Regions from separate parts of the Gossypium hirsutum genome. Here region 2 is linked to region 1. The links are chromatin contacts, called in public Hi-C maps. All regions are on one chromosome and are shown on one strand. The core of a region is the stretch at or near the end of the contact, and the rest is flanking DNA. Distances in the headings are between cores, read along the strand shown. Region 1 overlaps LOC107920179 (RNA-binding KH domain-containing protein RCF3). Region 2 holds the start of LOC107918812 (photosynthetic NDH subunit of lumenal location 2, chloroplastic).

Region 1 (7,594 bases), core at 2,319-4,818:
AATGCTACTAGGGCTAGTATTCGCATACTTTCTAAGGAAAACCTTCCCAAAGTTGCATATGAAGATGAAGAAATGGTGCAGGTGAATAATATGCTTTTTGGTGTGCACACTCGATGTCATGGTCAGACTTTTGATAGAATTTTTATCTTCCAATGCTGTACAGATTACTGGAGGTCTTGATGTTGCTAGCAATGCCTTTTCGCAAGTACTGTTGCGGCTGAGAGCCAATATATTTGAAAGAGAAGGAGCAGCAGCAACGCTTTTGCCTGTTCTTCCCTACATTCCCATGTCATTAGACATTTCAGATGGTCCTAAATATGGTAACAAAGATGGTCAACCCCGTAATCGTGGATACTCTTCTTACTCAGGGGGATACAGCCCTAGTGATTTGACTGCAAGTGACAGTAAAGGAAATTATAGTGGTTCACTTGTAAGCTTGTCTTTTCATTCATTTCTTTGCAAAGATGCTTAAGCTTATTATTATTGGGATGCATCTGGTTGTTGCAGCCAGGTTTTTTCTAAAGTGCAAGATCTGCATTTGAGAACTATCCCTCTCGTTGCAAATTTATGATGTTCTGCGTGCTTAATTTCTATCTCACATGTTATTGTACTTCCTCTTATTGTCGTATATTATCTTTTTCCAGAGTGGAGGTGATATATATGGAAATCATGGTGGTCGCAACTCCAGCCGGGGGTAACGTTTACCTATCTAGTTAGAAAACTTCGATCACCTTTGATTGTTCTCTAATAGCAATTGTTACCACCTTGCCTGATTTTTTGCTGTCACCAGGTTGTCCAATCTAAATCAAGTTTCACATAGGAAGCATGGGTATTAGTCCTGGGTTCTAGACTGCACAAGTAAATATGTGTCTGATTTCATTTATTTATTTCGGGTATTGATATGCTAGTTTTTTTAATTCTTTTTACATGAAGATATGCAGAATGATATCTTAAACCCGGCCAGCCATCCCCTGCCAAGGATTCTACTGCACCTTTCCCACTTGTTGCCTTTTCTCCCCTATCTAAACAGTTGTCGTCACAAATCTTGAAGCCAGACCTTTGTCCCTTTTGATGAAGCCAACCTAGACCAGAAGACCAGACAAATCGGGTTTGAGGAACTTATGTTCCACTTTGGCTCGCCTTTATGCCTGTCTTGGGTGACCAAGAATAAGATCATTTGATGATGCAAATCACCATTCAATCATTTTTGGCCTGGATTCATGATTTGCAGGCTCTGTAACACATTTCTAATAATTTGCTTTCCATGTAAAACCCTTACACTTGTATCCTTGACTTTTGGCTATTTGGCTGATGAAGTGATTTTTTATGTTTTATAATGGAGTCAAGGTAGCATCTACTTGTTTAGGATTTTTTTATGTATGCATGTGGTTTGAGAGTTGCATCAGATAGGAAAGTTTAGATTGCCATAATCCCGAGAGCAATGTAATTGTAGCTTATGTTGGATGTAAATGCCATCATATTTGGTTTCTTGATTATATTTTACATGTAGCTCAAATGGCTGGTACTTTATTGGAGTTTGCTGGGATGTACTGGTCCCATTTCTTCTCTTGAAGAAGTGAGGCCATGTTTCTGTTGAACAAAGTGCTTCAAAAATTATCCCCTTAATCGCATGATCTAAAATTTGAACTTGCACAAAATGAGCTGGAAGTTATATAAGGGTTGTATGAGCTTGTAAATCACTTAAGGTAAGAAATATTTGGTTAGGCTATGTGTTCAGATTAGTTTTGGAGGCTGTCACAGCGAAAAAAGAGAAGGCTTTGGAGGCTGTTTTGTGAGGAGAAAGCTAAAGAGGAAGGCAAGGAAACCTGAAATGGAATCAATTGAAGAAGTAGGCTTATTATTGGTATTGCATCCTAATTCTCTTATTTCATCTTATGGGGTAAGCAACTTTAGTTCTTTGTGCTACTTTTGGCAGGTGGTTTATATAATTGGCTTCCTCTGGCATTGGGAGCTGGTAAGCTGTATGTGGTAACTGGTAAGTGACTTTTATAGTCAATTGCAATATGCTTGTATTTGTAATATAAACTAAACAGAGTTGGTCCACTAACCATAAAGTTGAAATGTGAAATCCTAATTTAAGAACTGAGGAGAAATTTGAATGATGTGTTCCATAATGGTAGCATGAACAGTTTTAGTTTATAACTTTCTACAACAATCAGATTGAATATTACAATATTAATACTTCCATACCTAATGGTTTGTCTGGTTTTTCAATATTACAATAACTGTTCCAGGGCATATATTTTTGCCTAATAGTCAGGAAAAAAGTTGACTCTGATACTGATTTCTATGCGTTGGTTAATTCTTCTTACTGCCATCTTTCAATTGCAAACTCTTCATGTGTGGTATATCTCTTCCATGCGCAAACCGGTTTCTGGATATTAAATTCATGTAGGCTTATGAACTTGTATGAATGTATGTATATGCATTCCATGTAGATGAGAATCCTTGTTTAGAGCTCTCACATATTATCAGGTTTATGCACCGATAACTGACAGGTTTCTCTATCCCAATTGCAGTGTGTGCTATCATGCAATTATATTTGTTGTTTGGGAGAAAGGGAGATTGAAATTGCTGTGACCAGCCTTATCTCTAATTTCTTAAAAGCCACTTTTTATAGTATGCAGCCTTGATCCTTTGAAGATGAAGCCGTGAGGAAAAAACGAAAGCATAGGCTGAACCGATCATTGTATAAACAAAGTCCCAACAAAAATATTTAATAAATTCAAGAAATACTATACTTAATCTCAGGTTAAATATGGGAGATAAACCCTGTTTTTATTTCATCATTTTATCTTAAAAAATGACTGCTTCTCTAACTTGGATCAAAGATTATATCTTAGAACTTGGATTCCGTCTATTTTTAAAATTTTAAGTAATTATGTGGCATAATTTTACAATGTCAAATTTTAAGTACACCTTATTAAACTTTTACATTTGTCAAGTTTAATGATCAAAATGGATATAGTTTTTAAGTTTAGGTATTAAATTGGACAAAAAAAAGTTGTATTAAAGTGGGTTAAAAAAAATACAAGTATCAAAATAGACTTAATTATCAAGGTTATGGATTAAAAGTTATATTAATTTTGTAATTTTAGTTTCGATTAGTGTTGATAATTTTGAGCTGAATTTAAAAATCTAAGTTGATCAATTTGAATTTCATTTAACCTGATTTATTTATAAAAAGTTATCCATTCAAACTTAGCTTAATTTGAATTAATTTGAATTTAAAATTTCTTCAACTTGATATAATTTAAATTTGAAGTGATCAAAATTCGAAATAAAACTAAGTAGACTTATGAATAGGTCTGGTTGCAATGCATCAAGAGGTCCTTCTAAGTTTTTCTATCAACCATTTTAGCAAATGCAAGTGGACGTAATAATGTACATTTGTACCTGAAAAAGAGGCAGGAAAAAAGTGATGGGTGGTGGGCGGTGATTTCAGAGATATGTTATCCAAAATTGTTACCCAAAGGCCATCCTCAGCCCATGTCACCCCCCATAATAACCAATTTCTAAGATCACGATGTTCCCAATTTCCTGTTACATACAGACCAGAGTCTACCTCTATCCTCTCCCTTCCTTCACTCTCATCCATATCTACAGATAATGACATGTCAAACACAATGTCAATTTGATAAGTATTTTAGGCTTCAAAAGACTTGTTTTTAAGGGTTTTTAGAGCGTAAATTTCTCTAAACTCAAACTTGGAAAGTGATAAGGTTTTGTTTCCAAAACAACATTAGGGAAACTAGTTGATAATGTGTCACTATGATTGCATATTTCAAGTTAAAAAAAACCCCAGATCTAAACTCAAAACTTGGAAAGTGATAAGGTTTTGTTTCCAAAACAACATTCGAGAAACTAGTTGATAATGTGTCCAATGATTGCATATTTCAAGTTAAAAAAAACCCCAGAAACAGCAGTGTTTGAACCCCAAAAAGATCAAAACATAGAGGCTGTGTATGGGGCAATGGTAACTTTGTAAGAGGCTACTATGAGCCTCTAGGGTGATTGAAAGTAACTTTTTAGGGCTTGTGTATGCTGACTTCTAGACACATGCAGTTGTCCATTCACTCCCTCATGTCCTTCACGTATATATATATGTTATCCTCCCATTCTTGGTTATATGCACCCACAGATTTTCAAACTTCCACTCTGCAAACTACATTGCTGCTAATACGTTGAGGAAAAAGTTTTTTATCCATTGCTGGATCGATACTGTCTTCATCTAAGATTTAGCATGTGGGAATGAGGTAAAGTAGTGCAGCCAAGGATGATTTGCCGGCTAGGCTTTCTCTTCCACTTATCTGAGTTGTTTTTTGATACTTGTTAATTACTCAAAACTATTTATGTTAATGGTTTGAACTGTTCATGGGAACGGGAAGTTAATTATTTAATACATAAATGAATCAAACCTTTGTTGGAGGAGATAATCGGCAAGTTGTCTTTGGCTACGTTTCTTTCTCTTTCTCACATATTAGATCTATGATGATGATAAAACTGGAAATGCTGATTGTGAAGCACTTTCACATAACAGTAATGGTGGAGGTTCAAGCCTTATGTGGCAGGGTCGGATCACATTATCAAGTAGGTTCCTATCCTTGTATATACATACATCATCTAATTATATAGTTTTATCCATTTCAGCATGTTGGATCACATTATCAAGTAGGTTCCTATCCTTCTATATACATACATCATCTAATTATATAGTTTTATCCATTTCAGCATGTTATTGCATGAGACAATTGCCTCTATGGAAACTTCATCATCATAATAAGGCTATTCAAGAGTTAAAGTAAATGAAAAGTTTAAAGAAGAGATATAGTTAGTGATGGCATTTTATCTCAGCTTAGATGTAAGATTCTGCAACTTGTAAAGTTATTTCTACATGCTGCAGTCACAGAATCATATGTGCGATTGATGAAACCTTAAACATGAAATATGATTTGCATTTCCTCTGTGATAGCTGCAATATTAGAATTGAAACCAGGACTTAAGTTGTAGGGGCTTAATTTAGTTCCTAGCAACTTTTTCATCTCCAAATGTATGGAAGGATAGAGGCATGTACGTAGTTCAAAGGGACCAGTATTTCCTTCTGGTACTAACTCATGCCCCACTCCCAACTTTTTCTATTAATGCTGATACAGCCTTCGGAAGTTATCGGCCTTAATAACCTTTTTGTTCTTTGACTAGGGGTGCTTGTATTGAAACAAATAAACATCAATAGCTTTTAGCTTACTGAATGTGGAAGTTCTTGCCATAAACTGAAAGAAAGACTGTATGAATTGCATGATCCTTTCCTCTTGGAGTCCCCTTATCATCTTTCTTCCAGAAGTGTTTTAAAATGCTTGAGATCTTCCGGAAAAGGTCAACTCTCTGTTGTATGCATTCCTATAGAATGTCGTGTCTGTGATTTTGAACGTTTTACAAATTGAAGTCAAGAAATGAACCCACATAATACAGGAGAAAATTCTCCTTTATGCTTATTGGTCCGAATTTGCCTGTCGGTGATCAAGTTGCAGTATATGATTTCTTCAAATGCTATGAGGAAAACAGGACATTGATTGCTTGCATATGGATTGTTTTACTAAATTTAGCTGGCTAGCCATAGGCTCATGTGACTTGCATAACTAGCAACCAGTCCTGCTATTAGAGGGTCCATTCCTGTTCCAGGACATCAGATTCATTTTCCCTATGTCTCTCCGTTTAGCTTTTAAGAAAACTACTATCATATCAGAAAACTGATATAATGTTATCTTAATAACATTGATTAAACTAATTAAATGTGTATATCTCTTTCCCATTTCTACAAATCACTCTACTTAAGCCATATGAAAACCAGAAAATCAGTAACTAGCATCCTTATGCTTCCCTTGTGGATAGTAGTTGGTGCTTTATCTACCAAATAAAACACGGCACTATGTGTTGGTAACATTTACTAAATATTTATAGGGATGAAAAATTATAAATAACCAAAAAGTTTATAATTTTGTTATTAACGAAGAGTTATCGCATTTTATAGTGATCTCTTAAATTCAAAAATTATATCGCTTTATTATTAAAAACGAATCATGATTATTCAAGAATACATTTATTGAATAATTATATTTATTGTTAAAAGATGTGATTATCCATTTAAATACTTGTGTTCTTGTGAAGAGACATGAGAATTTTTATAAATAGGAGCCAAATTTCATTTGTCTGACACACCAGAAAAACACTTACATGAAATTTTTTATAGAAATTGATATCCTTATTATGCTCTGCTCAGTTCTCAGTAGATTGTTTCTGTTAGTGCAAAACGTAGATAATCATTGTGTTTCATTGTATCCTCGAGATTCATTTGCTAGTAACTCTTTTGCACACAAAAAATAAGTGGGGGCAAATAGTACCTTAAAAGAAAGTGACATTGATACATGCCTTGAAGCTTTTGTTAATTTCACATAAATTTATTTTTATCTCCACATACCAACAATTTTAAAATTCTATTTTTGCAATTTATGAGAAATTAAAGGTGTGTTTGTACACAGTGAATTCACATGCCACTATAATCATGGTACTACTAAAATAACTATTAGTAATGGGACAATATTGAGGTTAATGATCTAACTATTGATTTAGAAGAAATCTTTGTAGCAATAAGAGGTATGCCAAATTTTTGGTTTACTATTATTGCATGAATTGAATTTCATGGTTATTTCTAATGAGATTAATTATATTATGCAAAAAGTATAAGTGTCTCATGGATTAGGTTTTGATAAAGTCAAATGCTAGTTTGTTAAATACATGATGTTTTACATGCATAGTTATGGTTGATACGTAATTATATAATATATATTATATCATGCAAGAAAGAAAGGAAAAAGATGGATGGAATTAGGGGTGAGCAAAATCCGATTCGATTCAAAAAATTTGATAAAAAATTCAAATTTTGAATTAAATAATTCGAGTTATTTGAGTTACTCAAGTTATTCGAATCAACTCGAATAAAAAATTAAGTTTTTTGGTTTAACTCGAACATGAATTACACAATTCGAAAATCCGAATAAGAAAAGGCAAAACTACGTTGTTTTGAAAAATGTTTACCTTTTCTAAAGTTAAAAGTCAAAACTATTAAGTTAAAAGGCAAAAATACGTTGTTTTGATAAATATTTACTCATTAAGTTAAAATGTAAAACAATTTTATTGTTTATGTAGTTAAATAATCTTGTACTTCGTCTACTAGTTAAATAATCGGTCCATGTAAACGTAACATTGAGTATAAATAATATGATTAGTTAACTCGACTCCACTTAACTCGAAATTTTTTCACTCGATTCGATTTGAAAAAAAATTCAAATTGAGTTCGGTTACTAAAATATGATTCGTCAACTCGACTAACTCGAATTTTTTTGACTTGATTCAACTCGAATCGATTGAATACTCACCCCTAGAGAGAATGCATGGATGGAATGTAAATGCACGGTTGAGAAATAATCTATTAATGGATTAAAGCAATATTTTTCTTTTGAATGGTGATGACATGGTTCAAACATTAGTTGAAGATACTTCTATCTGGTAGAAGCAT
Region 2 (7,594 bases), core at 1,602-4,101, 47 kb after region 1:
TATTGGGCTTGCTGATGTAATTTGGGTTTATTATTTTTTTCGGTTTGTAACTATGGCCTGATGGACTTTTAATAATTTTTGTTTTTATTTATAAAATTAGGCCGGGAAAATTGGGTATTACAATTACAAACGAAAAGTGATATAACCAAAAGTTATATCACTTGATTATTAACCAAGAGTTATCACATTTCATAGTGATGAATTATATCTCTTAAAATTATATAACTTTATTATTAACAATGAATTATGATTATTCAAGTATACATATGTTAATAATAATGTTTATTGCTAAAAGATGTGATTATCCATTTAGATAGTTGTGTTCCTATGAAAAGACAAGAGGACTCCTATAAATAGGAGACAAATTTCATTTGTCTGACACACTAGAAAAATACATCAAAGTTTCTTTCTATTGTTCCACCATCTTTTATATTTTTAGATTGTTCTATAAATAATTATTGTAGAAATTCTTTATAGAAATTCGTATCCTTGTTATGTTTCGTTCAGTACTCAGTGGACTATTTCCGTCAGTGCAAAACGTGGATAGTCATTGATTAAAAGTTTCATTAATTTCTCATAAGTTTATTTTTATTCTCGTAAACCAAGAACGCATGGGACTTGTAATTCCATTTAACAGAACTGAATTAGAGAACTATTATGCTTCTGGTTAGTATGCTACTGTCCTAATAATTTTGATTTTGTCTTTCATATACTGATATATCCGAGATTTAGGCAAGTAGGAGCAGGATCAGAATGGGATTTAAGCGGTCAATGATTCAACATCCTAGCTAATTTAAAGCGAGGATCATGCAACGTGTGACATTTGACATGTTACAGAAGCAAACTCCGATTATGTCAAGATTGATCTATTTCCAACTTTGATTGAGTTTTTACTGGTGTAGTCCAAGAGAAAATCCAGATACGCTTTGGCGTCTAACTTCGTAGAAATGAACATATTTTTCACCTTGCTTTATCTAGCAATTAGTTTCAGTCTACATTATCGAGAACTTCAGCAATATAATGAAGATAGGGCTGCTTGATTCTATTGAAGCATCCGCCGAGCAGTCCATCCACTTTAATGCCAAACACTGAGCAGAAAATGGTCACCTGAGTTATTAACACCGTGATATGCCCTTACGCCAGTTCAGTTGCCTGTTCCTATCTTGTTCTTTCTCCTCACTTATCTTTCTAGTTTCTACCAAATTTTCATTTATCAAGAGAGCAGCTAAAAACAGTTGAATCATCTTGGTTATGTTTGGCACACTGAAGATGATACTGAGCTTCAACACTGGGGCATTGTATTTGTTTCTTTTCAACCGGAACTTATGCTATTATGTTCATGTAATCTATTATACAGGCAATGCTGGCTTTGGTCTCTGCTGGACCTTCTACTGCAGCAACAATTGAATGCTTAGCACGCAAGGAAAACGGGAACGCGAACTGATAATAATTTCATCAGCCATTGCTATATCTCAAACAGCGGTGAAAGATTGAGTCTTGCATCTCCAAGTTATTGCTGGTTTTGAGACTGAATTTGTCTTCCTCTTCTAGAAGCTGGTTTGAGACTTTTACTGTCCTGGAATTATAAATTTCTTACCATTTGTGTTTCTTTAAACCGTCTATGGAAAGAAAATGGTCTAGTTTTCAAACTAGTTTGTAAAAATCTATAAAATTCGGGTCATAAGAAATGACACAGCAATTCAACCTCATTTTAGTTATAGTAACTGAAACTAGTCTCTTGGTAGCTTCAGCCTTTCTCAGATAAGTGTATGAAAAATTGCTGCAAAAGAATATAACACATGTCCTAAAAGTTGATGATATCTTAGTATTGATTGAAACTCAACATTTCCTGGTCTTACTACATCTGCATCACAATTATGGTCTCAATGAAGCAAATTGTAAATATCTCCAGCAGGCACTGCTACCATTGTTCTACCCCAATAATGCAACTAGATCATCTATGGATTTCAATGTCTTCTCGTAGTACAAGTACGATTCGTATACTTTCGGTGTGCGTACGTAATAATCGAACTACAAAAATTAAGATGAACAAAAAAAAGAAAAAACATAAGAAATTGACCTCACAAATGATTCATAGGCTGGTTTCACCAATTCATAATCTATGTACGTACCTCAGCCATGTTATCCACCAATTCATTTGCTGTTTTCACGTATTTATCTTTTCGACCTTGAGGCAATGTACTCATGGCATTCTTCAAGTCCTGAGAAAGATAAGCCTGCTTTAGTCGAATGTAAAACATGACATACCTCCATGACATGGAGTCCAACATGTCTCTCATGCTATGTAACCCCTCGGCAGTTTGTTTAATTCTGGCGGCGGCATCTTCCGGAGACAAACCGGGCTCGAAAAACCGTTCCCTGAGAAATGAATGTGTGCCCCAATTCTCTGCTACTGCTACTGGTGTGCCACTAAGCCCTAGTGCTGCTAGTGAAGTAGCAAGAAACGTTGTTACAAGTTTTCGCCGGTTGCTGATTATTACATTGTTTTGTTGGGGTTGAAACGATGCTCGGATTATGGGGAGGGAGAGTCTGCTGCAATGGTGACTTTGGGGTGTAGGGAATTTCTGGTTGACATGGATGAAGAATGTTGAATTAGTGAAGGAGGTCATGATTTTTGGATAAAAAGTGTGTGGAAAAGTTGAAGATCATTTAATGGAGCAAAATGTGAGGGTGGATTTTGGGGCAGGTTTTGATTGCTGACCGTATCGCCCCCTCATCCAACATGGACCGTAGCTTTTCGGAACTCCTTATCTTACATGAAGTTGACCCCCAAAATATATTTGCTCTAATTTTGGATTCTAGTACTGCTAAAATTTGAAATTTCCTTTCTCATTGTTTTATTTTTTTAATGTTATTATTTGTTTCAAATCCATAATATTGTTAGTTGATATAATTCATGTGATGATATAGTTTTTTTTTATTTCTATTTGATCACATAAAACTACGTGAAAATCTAATAAATTATATTTAACAAAATAAAATTATATGTGAATTAAATGCTTAAGGTTTTCCTTTTTTCTCTTTTTGGAATCTATGTAATATTTTCAAGGGATAAATTTTAAAATGATACATAAACTTAGATTCAATATATAATTTAATATGCAAATTTTAATTTGGTGTAATTATACATATGAAATTTTAATTGTTAATTCAGTCATACATATTTAAAGAAATAAATACATCAATTTATTTTTATATTGGATAAATATAATTACATGTGTGTGCAATATAAAATGTAAAATGATGCTAGATTAGTAATTGTGTTAAAAATTTGTGAGAATTGGATTAAACCAAAATTTCTTGTATAAAATTGAACAAAATCAAAATTCATGTATAAAATTGCACATTAAACTAAAGTTCATGTATAGTTTAAAGATTGACCCCTCGCTTTAATGATAATAACTAATTGTATTAAAGTAGAGAGATTGAATACCAAATTTCAACATAATTGAAGGGATAAAACAATAATTAGACTTATATTTATCTCTCTATATATCTCAAAACCGTCTTAGCCGAATTTGAAAATTTATTAATTTATAATTTAGCTTAAATTACAAATTATGTTACCTAAATTATAGATACTTAATTCTTTTGTTAGAAGTAATATCTAAATTATATATTCGTTACCTAAATTTATCTCTAATAATGAAAAAAAAACAACCGATTAAAAGTTGCCCATGGCACAAAAGCTACTTAACTATTATCATGTATTTATTTATATCAAATAATTTCAAAAAATAAAAAATGTTAAAATTAAAAAAAATATTTAAAAATTAAAAAAATCAAATTAAAAATTTATTAGAATTGGCTGATCAATTCACAGTCAATGACGGTCAACATCTGATCAACAAGTGGTGCTTATGTGACTTTGATGCCATGTTACGTTATGTGATTGATCCACGTTATTATTGATTGATTAACAGTGGACAAGTAGAAGTACCAACATAGAAAAAAAATAGTTTAGATATTATTAAAAATATATATTGAAATGAGAAAATGATTATAATTAAAATACTAATTTATTATTTAATCTTTATAATTTTAAAAAAAAATATCTAATATATTTTGTATAATTATAAATTTAAAATATATTTTATACACTTAAAATTAAAATTGCATAAAATATTAATCTTAATGGAGATTAAAAACTCATTTAAATCCAGCCCAATTCGGACCGGGCTGGAACAAGTGGGCTTTCTGGTTTGGTCATTTTATAACAAACTTTAAAATGGTTTGAATGCAGGCCTCCACAATCAAAATTGTTTCGTCTTTTCCAATACTTCAAACTTACGTTGTATACGAATGGCCATGGAAAGAATATTTACTCATTTTACGTCATTTTTTTAATCACATCAACCTATATTAAACTAAACAAGTAAATTTATCAAGTAATTTAGTAAATATAAAGTAATTTAACAAATTTTTTAATACATCAGAATTCTTATTTATAACCATGATAAATTTTAACTAAATTTATTTAACCAAATATTTTATAATATAATGAATAAAAAGGTTATATAAGTCAGTTCAAAAGTTTCTCCCAATTCGTGATTATATGTACTATAGATTATAGATTATTGTTGGGACTACAGTTGTTCAATGTTGATTGTTTGATCTTTGTTTAAACATCTTGATTGTCTATTCATTCATTTGTTTAAACAGCTGTCCAGACAAACATTTGAACAATAGTCTGGACAAAATTTCATGACAATTTAGATGAAGTTGGATGTTGGTATTGTTTACTTGAGTCTCCATGTTGTTTTTCCATAAGCAAAGGAATCCCTTGATCTATTTTATTTCATCTCAAACTGTGGTAATCAAATTTGACCAATTTTGGAAACCATGATATCAACGTGTGTTATCCTTACCATTTAAGTCTTGTTTTGTGGATGAAATTACGTGGATAATCAAGCTATATTTAGGATACATTTTGGAGACTTTTATCCCAGACTGTTATGGATCAAATTGAAGTATTTATCTCTACAATAACCGATCTAGAAGGCTGCCTCATTTGGCTTATAAATAGGCAGCAATTTGCATGTTGAAGAGGCATCTTTGAAGAGTGCTTGAGCTTATCTCTTTGATTTACTAGTCGAAATTTATTGTATTCTTGCACTTAGCACATAGGCATTATTTGTGAAAGTTGAATCTAATTGTAATTGAGATTTTGGGTGAGTGGTTGTAACAAGTTGGGACTAGTTATGGGTTACAATTTGCTTCATGTGTAAAGTAGATTGGGTTTTAGCCAATAGGTTGTTGGATCAAATGTTGAATAAATCATTCATTAAATAAGACTTGATAGAGTAGAATTGTTTTCGAACCGCGTTAACAAAATTTGAGCGTTATCTCTTCCTTTACTCTCTTTACTATTTATCTTTATCTACTATCTTATTTAAACTTGTGTCTTTGAACAAGGTGCAAACTTACTTTTCTTTCGATTATATATATACACATTAATACATAGTGTTGGTATATTTTTTGTGCATCGCCATGTTCTCATAATTTCTTATGTTCTCTTTGTGTGTAACCTTAATTAATTTCATAACCTATATAATTTGTCATAATCATTCGATTTTAATATTCTACTCATTTACTTAAGGTACTAAGATATTATTTAAATAATTACTAATAGTTGCAAATTTAGATAATTATTTATTTTATATTTAAATAATTCATTTAAGGTATTTAACCTAAACTTCAACTAAGTGATACTATACCCAATGGATATACTTGAGTGTTTAACTTTGATGCATTCTTGGATAAGATGCCACTAATTTTGGGTTTAGTACTTGATTTTTGTTTAGGTGCGAAAAAAAAATCTAGCAAAATCAATAATAGTAAAAAATCCATTAATTTTGTGTGGATTCTAATTGAACAAAAACACTGAGTATTTAATCTTAATATGACACAAAAAGTGGATCCTCTAACCTCAACATATTTGTTCTAGGTATTTGCTTCTTTTAGTTAATTTCTTCCGTTGATTTTTTATTTTTATTTCTAGTGTTTCTTGCTCCTACTTTTATTTTCGACACCCATTCCAAAGTTAAGTATTAAATATATTCCTAACATAATACTTGAAATCTTGTAAGTTCTAATCAACTTCCCCATGGATCGATCTTGGACTCTCGAGATTTTATTACTTGAATATAACTTGCACTTGGGTTGTAGACCTAGAAAGTTTTTGTTAAGACGCAATCTAGATAGGTGACTTCTCGGATGAAACCTATAGCTAGGATCTTCTTCACTTCTTCCCTAGTCGTCGAGACCTTCTCATCGAATAACTGCCTCTTATTTTGCTTCACTGGTCAAGAACTAAGATCTACTTCCAATGACTACTACATGATTGACAGATGGATCCCTGGTATGTCTGTCACTGTCCAGGCAAAAGCGTCCCAGCATTCTATTATCAGGGACTTCAAACTTTCTTTCTCTTTGAGGGAAAGGACCGAGGCGATTTGAGTGACCTTATCGGGCTTCTCTTAGTACAAACTGACAGGCTCTGATGCCTCTATCGGCTGTACTTTAAGGAGTTGAGTCTTTGGTCTAGGTTCGAGACCTTCTAAATCAATTTCTGCTCTTCCAATTACATTGGCATTGGCAGCTTGATGAGAGTGCAACATGCAACAAGTCGGAAGGGGAGGCAAAGGGTTTTGGCCTTTCCTAACGAGTTGTAAGGAGACGATAGGCACCCTCGAGCTATTTTCTAATTAGCTTTCATGTATCTTTTGCTTGTAAGAGTTGAAAACTTCGCCATCATGCAAAAGGTGAACACCACCATCTTTGTCATCCTCATAATTGGCCTATCGAAAATGGTGTTTTAGGCCATCGGGTAGTCAACTACTAGAAAATACACCATTTCTAGGGTTGATGTCCACGAAACCAACTAAAAATCTGACTAAGGCAAGTGCACTTATCAATTAATAGTATAGCTACGGTGAGCAAAGATATCATTCCTACGAAGACTAAAAGTACTAGTAATTACCGTCTTTCTATTATTTAACCGATAAATTCAAGTGATTGATTAAAACTAAAATTAACTAAATTAATTAACTACGAATGAGACAAAGAACAATTCAGGAAAATAACCGATTAACAACTAAGAAACAAAACAATACCCAGTACAGAACTCACTTAGATTTCATCTGTCATTATCAATCTAAATTACGTAATTTCTTCACTTAGTTTCTTGATCCATAGAAATCCCTAAATTATGCTAATATCCCTCTTCAAGAATAAGAGCAATTGACTATAGGTTGATTAATTGAAATTTCTTCTAATTAAAACCCCTATTATTGCATTAACTCGATTGGTGGATTCCCGTATTAGATCTGACTCTAATTCAGTAGATTTATGTTGTCCTATTTCTAAGATTGCATGCAACTCCACTCAATTACGCAAGATCTACTCTTAAACAGAGTCTATTCCTCTTCTGATTTAAACACATCAAACATGGATCAATAGTCTAGAAATATTAAATTACGAATTAAGCACACATAATTGAGAACAAGATCTAAGTCTTTATTGCATAAAATAAAAACCAAAATATAGAATTCATCATAGGGTTCATCTCCCT

The links. A called contact is a pair of places that touch in the nucleus more often than the background predicts.
Region 2: a contact with region 1 is called in a Hi-C map of leaf, with 2.6 times the contacts expected there. The contact joins the promoter of LOC107918812 here to the enhancer-like site in region 1. A contact is called at or near these places in 12 of 34 Hi-C or Micro-C datasets (callus, fibers, hypocotyl and 2 more).

Annotation. Positions count from the first base shown.
Region 1 is chrD13:14,261,768-14,269,361 of Gossypium_hirsutum_v2.1, forward strand. It overlaps LOC107920179 (RNA-binding KH domain-containing protein RCF3), which reads left to right. Exons shown (of 8, transcript XM_016849736.2): 4 at 1-81; 5 at 164-430; 6 at 645-694; 7 at 791-858; 8 at 934-1,332. The coding sequence ends at 836. Among protein-coding and RNA genes, the nearest start is that of LOC107920179, 6.0 kb to the left of the region's middle. Within about 2 kb of position 3,569, at least 1 of the 9 cell types and tissues checked has an H3K27ac peak or open chromatin away from gene starts, as enhancers often do. A contact at or near this core is called in leaf, where this site is marked.
Region 2 is chrD13:14,309,487-14,317,080 of Gossypium_hirsutum_v2.1, forward strand. LOC107918812 (photosynthetic NDH subunit of lumenal location 2, chloroplastic) reads right to left here and starts at 2,852. Exons shown (of 2, transcript XM_016848399.2): 1 at 2,133-2,852; 2 at 1,801-2,031. The coding sequence starts at 2,630. The coding sequence ends at 1,933.